3 separate regions of the Hordeum vulgare genome follow, and regions 1 and 3 are each linked to region 2. A link is a contact called in public Hi-C data. All regions are on one chromosome and are shown on one strand. Each heading gives the region's core, a stretch centred on a gene start, on an enhancer-like site or on the middle of the called end of the contact. The rest is flanking DNA. Distances are from core to core; before and after follow the strand shown. Region 1 holds the start of LOC123407851 (probable serine/threonine-protein kinase PBL19). Region 2 holds the start of LOC123407243. Region 3 holds the start of LOC123409407 (FCS-Like Zinc finger 6-like).

Evidence for each region. A called contact is a pair of places that touch in the nucleus more often than the background predicts.
Region 1: a contact with region 2 is called in a Hi-C map of seedling, with 3 times the contacts expected there. The contact joins the promoter of LOC123407851 here to the promoter of LOC123407243 in region 2. A contact is called at or near these places in 3 of 6 Hi-C or Micro-C datasets (leaf and seedling) and 1 of 1 datasets of contacts at active chromatin or transcription factors (embryo).
Region 3: a Hi-C map of seedling shows a contact between it and region 2, with 4 times the contacts expected there. The contact joins the promoter of LOC123409407 here to the promoter of LOC123407243 in region 2. A contact is called at or near these places in 5 of 6 Hi-C or Micro-C datasets (leaf and seedling) and 1 of 1 datasets of contacts at active chromatin or transcription factors (embryo).

Annotation. Positions count from the first base shown.
Region 1 is chr7H:538,096,592-538,099,291 of MorexV3_pseudomolecules_assembly, reverse strand. It overlaps LOC123407851 (probable serine/threonine-protein kinase PBL19), which reads left to right and starts at 1,406. Exons shown (of 1, transcript XM_045101080.1): 1 at 1,406-2,504. The coding sequence starts at 1,836. The coding sequence ends at 2,171. It also overlaps the pseudogene LOC123407852.
Region 2 is chr7H:537,860,641-537,863,354 of MorexV3_pseudomolecules_assembly, reverse strand. LOC123407243 reads left to right here and starts at 1,400. Exons shown (of 1, transcript XM_045100332.1): 1 at 1,400-2,335. The coding sequence starts at 1,616. The coding sequence ends at 2,164. It overlaps LOC123407242 (ras-related protein RABA3-like), which reads left to right and starts at 2,693. Exons shown (of 1, transcript XM_045100331.1): 1 at 2,693-2,714.
Region 3 is chr7H:538,009,108-538,011,807 of MorexV3_pseudomolecules_assembly, reverse strand. It overlaps LOC123409407 (FCS-Like Zinc finger 6-like), which reads right to left and starts at 1,256. Exons shown (of 2, transcript XM_045102319.1): 1 at 811-1,256; 2 at 137-712. The coding sequence starts at 1,241. The coding sequence ends at 496.

The DNA.
Region 1 (2,700 bases), core at 157-2,656, 240 kb before region 2:
CATATGATTAATCCTATGTACTCCTTCCGTCTCAAAATTTAGAGTGAATTCCATTTTTTACTTTTTGACACTAATTACCTCATTCAACGGAATTTCATCCATCATACCCCATTTAATAGAAGTGTTTCTACAGTTTACCCCTTTTAAATTTTCTAGAGCATTTTGACAGGTGAGTCACAATTATTAGGTCCAACTGACATGCCATGTCGGCAGGTTTTTCCTAGGATTTTTTTTTTTACAGTCTTTACCGCTTCGCGCAGCTGACTGAACCGGGCCGATGACAAGAAGACCCAAACGCAGATCCTTGAACGTTTTACGGCCGCTTGATTCATGTGTCATTTCATTATGTGCTGAGAACTCATGTGTCATGGTAAACTCATATGCACAGTTTGAATTGATAATGTTTACCATGTTTGTGTAGGGGGTCAGGAAATGCAATGTGGACAAAACGCATGTGTTTTGGCAAAATATTCTTCCTATTTATGCACCAAATCATGCTTTCAAAATTGATTATTTTAGATGGTAGCTTATATCATAGTTATGCACATTGTTTTGTCAAAACTGATTATAGTTATGCTATACATTGCTGTCAATTTACATGCAGAAAAAAATACTGTGGCAACGTGGACCTGGCAATCAAGACCATGTATCAGGATGCTCACAAAAAGTATAGAAAGGTAAACTATGACAACTGTTTTGTTAAATGGGGTATGACGGATGAAATTCTTTTAAATGGGGTAATTAATGTAAAAAACGTCAAACTTGAGGATAAGATGCGAAATTCATTTCAAAAAATTTAAGACATCTTATACTTTGGGACGGAGGGAGTAAGTATATGGCGCCAACGTTTTTGATGGCTCAATGGACTCCACATTCATTTTCGAGAAAGAAGTAAAATCTACGAACCAAAGATGCGTTCATCTAAGTGAAACTCGTACCATGTAAATATGCAAGTGGGAATTCCTCATTTGACACCAGAGTGAAACACGTTTCCTATTTGATCGTAAACAGCAGTAGGCAGCCGCTGAATAAGACCCTGTTTGAAACCATAATAGATTATGATAATCCAGATTATGAACATAGATTATATAATCTGGTTTATAAAAATAATCCAGGTGGGCATGTTTGAGGGTCAGATTATATAAACTGTAAACCAGCTTTTAAATTGTACAATGACATGTTTGCCCTCTGTTTACACGAAAAAATAGGAAAGTGGCGATGACACTGCGTAATTCTCTTGAAGTTTACAAGAGTAACACATCATTTGTAATCCATAATCTTATTTTAGCTGGGGTAGAGCAGATTATGAGATTATAATAATCTGGTCATCTAGTTTATAAAATCTACAATATAAACCGTCCTGTTTGCAAATACAATAGATTATAAAAACCAGATTATATAATCTGGGTGGTTTGAAACAAGGCCTAAAAGCCGTGTGCGTGTCTGACGTGGCGGTGTGGGCATACATCTTGGCGTCCGCGGCGCAACCGCACACCAACGCTGGCAAGGCGTCACCACGAGGGCGGCCGGGTCTGTTGACCGTCGACGTAGTACGTACAGTATCTCCTCCCCATTCCCCGCATGATCCATGGCCATTTTTATATCCGTCGATGCGTCCGTCCGTCGGGGTGCCGCGCGTTCCCACGCACCCGCTCGTCTCTGTCAAAGGCTAAACCCGCTTCCTCTTGATTCAGCCCACCGTGCCGGAATTCTGTTTCGGCTTTCCTCATTCCCTTCTGAACCCCTTCTTCTTGGACTGCTGCTTCGTCTGTCTCACTCCCATGAACAGCAAGCTCCTCCTGTCCTGACTCCTGAGAACCCTGCGGATTAGAACGATGGGATGCTTCGCGTTCAAGGGCGGCAAGAGCAAGCCGGCGGCGGAGCCCAAGCCGGACGGGCCGAAGCGGAGCAGGGCGTCGTCCTCGTCGGCGTCGACGCCGACGAGGAGCATCCAGGAGCTCTCGGAGGAGCGGGGCGCGGCGCGGCTGCGCGTGTTCGGGCTGGAGGAGCTCGGCAGCGCCACCAACGGCTTCAGCCGCGCGCTCAAGGTCGGCGAGGGCGGCTTCGGCTCCGTCTACCGCGCCTTCTTCCGCTCCGCCGCCGGCGGCCGCGTCGTCCTCGCCGTCAAGCGCCTCAACCAGCGCAGCCTGCAGGTCAGAAACCTGGAATAATCCTTGCAGCGAGATCGATCGCCACAAATCCTGAGTGCTCCATGAGGAACCCGGAATCTTGACGTTGCAATAAACATATCCGCCCGGTACAAGCACGGCCACTCGTGTCGCCTTCAATGAGAATTCGCAGAGCTCAACCACCACGTGAACTTCGGTTCAGGCTCCACACTCATCGATCGGGACAGCATCACGCTACCCGTATTAAATCAACAATCTTTTATGGTGATTTCTGATGGTGATTTCATTTTCAGGGGCACAAGCAGTGGCTCGCCGAGGTGCAGTTCCTGGGCGTGCTGGAGCACCCGAACCTGGTGAAGCTCGTCGGCTACTGCGCGGTGGACTCGGAGGCGGGGAAGCACAGGCTGCTGGTGTACGAGTTCATGCCCAACAAGACCCTGGACGACCACCTCTTCAGCCGCGCCCACCCGCCGCTCCCCTGGAGGACGAGGCTGCAGATCATGGCCGGCGCCGCGCGCGGCCTCGACTACCTCCACCGAGGCCTCCCGGAAGTCCAGGTTAATAGAGCGCC
Region 2 (2,714 bases), core at 151-2,650:
GATCGACATAATATCATCGTTTTTAATGATCATGCCATATATTAAATGAAAATAAGATAATTTATTATTATATATATATATGTTGTTCATGATTTTCTTCATTTCTTTTACTAGCAAACATGGAAGCTTAATTAAACGCAGAGAAAAATTAGGCCTTATTATGGTTTTTGATCAATAGATTGTTTTCCTAACTATTATATATGTTTGTCGTGGATCATTATCTTATTTTGATATTAAATTTTCGGTTATGAGGAAATAAGTGAAACCACTTTGAAAATTTGTATATTATTATCATCTTGATTAACGCTAGGGAGCGGCGCCGCACCTACGTCTTGCCGTGCGGCGGCTCACTTAATCACATTTCAATGCAAAAAATTAACCTCCTGTTAATCACCCATTACATATTTCTCTCATGCATGCATGCGTGCAATGATATCATTATGTATAATGAAAACTGCTACATGCATGCAATGATGTCATCAAGATTCTTTTTGATTTTGAATTTTAAAAAGTTGTATCTACAAAACCGTTAATTCAATCGATGATCCGCTTTCACCATTGACTTTCTCTCGACGAGTTCTTCGAAACTAGATCCCATGTCGACATGTTCCGTCAACTATTTTTTTTCATCCATACTTGCCATATTTTTTGACCCCACTTGCCATATTATTAACCACTTACTTGCCTGAAAAAATAACTTAATTAACACTCTTAATATTTTTTTGTATAAAACCATGTAACAGTTTTCATTATACATGATATAAAAGCATTGTCATAGGTTGTGTTTGTCAATTTAAATATGCAAACTTGTCATATTTACATACAACTTTGTCAAAAAAACTATTTTATGTGTTTGTTAGTTTAACTATGTCGAGTTATCATATTTATAAACGATGATCAAAAAAGATTTTTTGTGGTCACCGGTTTTAAATATGTTGAGTTGTCATATTTTTGCGCGTAATCGTCAAAAAAAAATTGTTTGTGCTTGCCATTTTGATTATGTCTAGATGTCATATTTATACGCAGTTTTCAAAAAATTTGGCGATTAAGTTATTTTTTATCAGACAAGTAAGTACTTACTAATATGATAAATAAGCACAACAAATGTGATAAGTACGGGCAAAAAAAAAAATTATCAAAACATGTCGACATGGGATCTAGTTTTGAAGCTTTTATCGGAACAAAGTCAACGACGAAAACGAATCATTGGTCGAATTAACGGTTTAAGAAATAAAAGTTTTTAAATTCAATCATTTAAAAAGAATCCCATGACATCATTGCATGCATGCATGTATGAGAAAAAAGGATGCAAACCGCTCCATCATGCGGCTTTTCTAAATAGAATTTCCCAAGAAAGTAAAATCAACGGTGTCTCTTCCCGCTCTGGACCACGCCGGCCACTTGCTGCTGCGTGGCCGTGGCCACGTCGCCGGGCGCGCCCGGTTCACTGTCCGGCCGCCGTGCGCGTGCGTGTCCACGTCGCCCACCCAAACGCCCAAACCCAACCCAATCCGAGGACCAACGCACGCGCGCGCGGCGCAGATCAGCCAGCGTGAGCACAAGCCACCGGCGCCACTCGTTCACGTTCAGCCGTTCCGTCTCCACACCGGGCGCCATGGACGCGGCCGTGTCCCTGCACCACCACGGGGCGCTGCCCTCCGCCGCCGCCGCCTCCCTCCCGCCCCACCACCGCGCGCTCCACCTCAGGCACCCGCCCCCGGCCTCCTCCATCTCCGCGCGCCTGACCGTTCCCGCGCCGCCCCGCCGCTCCTCCTCGTCGTCAGCGTCGGCCTCCGCCGCTCCGCCGGCGCACCCGGCGCGTGCCGGCACGAGAATCACCACCACCAGCAGCCGCGCCGCCACGGGCTACGCGGCCGCGCTAGCCGACGCGTCCCTCCGCGCGGGCACGCTGCCGGGGGCCGCCCGCCACGCGCGCGCCCTGCTCCGGCGCCTGAGGGAGCCGCCCCGCGGGCAGCGCCTGGAGGAGCCTGACGCGCGGGTGGGCGCGCTGGTGCGGCTGCTCGTCGGCAAGGGCAAGGCCGCCATGGTCGCGGACGTCATGGCCGAGTTCGCCGCCCTCTGCGACCACCTGCTCGCCCCGCCGCCGCCGTCCTCGACCTCGACCAGGAGCAAGCGCGCCCACGGCCCCGCCCACTACGACTAGCGCTTGACGCGCGTACGTGCCATGCTATCTTTTCGGTTCGTACTACTTCAGAGGATTGTTGGCTGGTGCATGCACATGCACGTACGTACCGCCGGTGTCCATCTGCTTGCTATAGTATTGTGATTGTGTAATTGATGACTGTGAGCACTTTCCATGCGCGTACGCGTCACAGATCTTCTGTCCAACTGCTTGCCACCATGATAATATTGTAGTCGATCGAACGCAGATGTTTCTAGTCATGTAGATAAGGCCAGTCAACCGCTCCGAACTAAAACAATTCGTGATTGAGAGGTGCCCCTGCCCGCTGAACATTATGCAATGCATAGTGCCAGCCCTGTCATGCCCCCAATATAATACTTGTACTGTCTGCCTGAGCTGTCGCGTACGTAGAAGAGACCGATTAATAACTGAAAAGCTTCAACTAAGAGTTGAGACTTGGACGCAATAATCGACCAGGCAGCTGCTACGCACTGTTGCTTCCTGCCTTGTTGTAAAGAAGGGTTGGCATCATGGCATGGCATGGCATGCAGTTGAATTAAGAGATTCATCA
Region 3 (2,700 bases), core at 7-2,506, 150 kb before region 2:
CCTCGAAGTTTTCTAAGAAGATGTAGAAACACATTGGTGTCAATTACTATGGTTATGGACCTGTAAGATTCTTCTTGTAACACAAGCTCACAAAACGATGCGTTTAGTCTTAATGCAGAAGCTTAGTTTACACAAGTTGAAGCAGGGTAATATCAATATCATGCATTGAGAAGAAAAACACATGCTCAGATAAACCCAGCTGGATCGATGATCCATCCTATATTAGCATCGCATGTACTCCTAGATTTGATGATCCACTTAGAGCATGCGCGGGAAGCAATAATAACACACGCAGGAAAACATTCTTGAGATCCATGTCTTAATAGCTATACATCTCTCCCCTCCTTGCTTGTTTGCTAGCATTCGATCGGTCGAACCGCCGTTATGATCAGTCCGTTTCTTAGCCACCTAGCGATCTAGCCATGGAATATAGTACTAGATCCATGGTGCATACGTAGCCGGCAGCTGCTCACGCGCGCCGACGAGCATGTGTGGCTAGCTGGCGGCCACGGGTGTGCGCGCCACCGCGCCGAGGTTGGCGACGGTGGGCCGGCGGTGCGCCATGGACGCCGCCGTCGCCTCGCGGCGCGCGGTGCTGGCGGCCTGCTCGGCCGTGACCTGCTTGTGGCGCCGGCGCGCCACCGCGTGGAGCGCCTCGTCCATGGCCATCTGCTCCTGCCTGCACTCCTCGCCGCAGAACGCCTCGTCGCCCCTGCACAAACCAACCAACGCCGGCATCAGCACCAAGAATTAACCACCGTGGGATCAAAAGAGAACCAGCTGCAGCCGTGGAAGTAGTTTTGCTCGTACTTGTACATGAAGATGTCGCGGTCGCGGGAGATGCTCGCCTTGCAGAGGAAGCAGGAGTCGAGGAAGTGGTGGCGGCGGGCCAGACCGCCCGGCCTCACCCGGAAGAACCTCGACGCCACCTTGACGTACCGCTCCTCGTCCCCCTTCACGGCCGCCGCGGCCAGCAGCGACGACGACGACGACGACGACGACGACGAGAGCGACGCCGGCGCCGCGGTGGAGGCGGCCTCTTCACCCATGCGTATGCTCGCGCACGCGTGGCACGGCCGCCGTTGCTCTTGCTCCTGGGAGGTGGAGAGTGCGTGCGTGCGCGCTCGGGTGGTGTGCCTCGGCACGCTTGCTTGGGCGGAAGGAGGTGACCGGGGCAGGCCGGGGTTATATACGACGGAGGCCAGGGAAGCCAGCCCGCTTTTGTTTTTGTCTGTTTGCATGCGCAGTTGGTTGTGCTTGGTGACGAAACCATGGGTGGTAGGAGAGGAGTGTGAGGGAACCCGTTGGCTGAAGTCGATGGCTGGATCGAATCAAAAATCAATCATGCAGCTGTGGAGAGGGGCCAGACGTCTGACAAGCACACAAAATAAATAATCATGGAACACTCAGTCCGTCAGTTAACAAACGTTTTATCTGACCTGCAGGCAGGCTGCAGCGATCGAAAATTCAAAAATAAGTACGTCGTTAACCAGGTTTTGGCTCCCGGCGCACGTGCATTGTTAGAGATCCCTGAATTCTTCCGGTGGAAGGTTGGAATCTTTCCAGGTGGTGGCCTGGTGGTGCGATCTTCTGGCGTGGCGTATGAAATCTAGCTCTCCGGGGGCGGTGCGGTGGACGCCTAGATCTCGTGTGAGCTTTGGCGCTGAGCTGCCACTTTTGTTTACTTTTCCTTTTCTTTTGTTAATAAAACGACAGGAGCACTGCCTTTTCATATTAGACAAAAAAGTATGACATGTGTAGAGGTAGCCCAATAAGACAAGAACGTGTATCAATCCATGTATAGGTTACCCTCACGAATCCGTAAATTGAGTATCAAAACATATATCAAGTGAAATAATAGAAAAATCCATTGTCATCACCGTTATCCACATGCAAGACATACATCAAGTGATCTCAAATTCAATATTTAATCCAGCGTAACAAAATTTTAAAGAGAAAGATTCAATTCATTACATCAAGATAGCAAGGGACAAACACCATATGATCCAACTATATTAACAAAGCTCGTGATACATCAAGATCACCAAGAACGAGAGAGAGAGAGAGAGAGAGAGAGAGAGAGAGAGAGAGAGAGAGAGAGAGAGAGAGGAGAGAGAGAGGGAGGGAGGGAGGGAGGGAGGGAGGGAGGGAGGGGAGAGAGGGGGAGGGGGAGGGAGAGGGAGAGCGGAGAGGGAGAGAGAGAGGGAGGGAGAGGGAGAGGGAGGGAGAGAGAGAGGAGGGAGAGGGAGAGGGAGAGGGAGAGAGAGGGGGAGGAGAGGGAGAGAGAGGGGGAGGGAGAGGGAGAGCGGGAGAGGGAGAGAGAGATCAAACACATAGCTACTCGTACATACCCTCACCGTGAGGGTGAAATACTCCCTCCTTATCATGGACATCGTCGGGGTGATGAAGATGGCCTCCGGTGATGATTTTCCTCTTTGACAAATTGCCAGAATAGGGCTTCAGATGAGTTTTTTCGGTAGAGAGGCTTGTGTTTTTCTCAATATATATGATTTTTCAGCGTTGGAATCACGTCAAACGTACCAATGAGGTGGTCCCAAGCTATTAGGGCGCGTAAGGGGGTGGGCACGCCCTATTGGCTTGGCACCAACAGGTGGCCCCCCTCCGATGGTTGTTCGCTCCGGTATTTTTTATTTTCTCCATAAAAAAACATTAAAAAGTTTTGGGCGATTCCGAGAACTT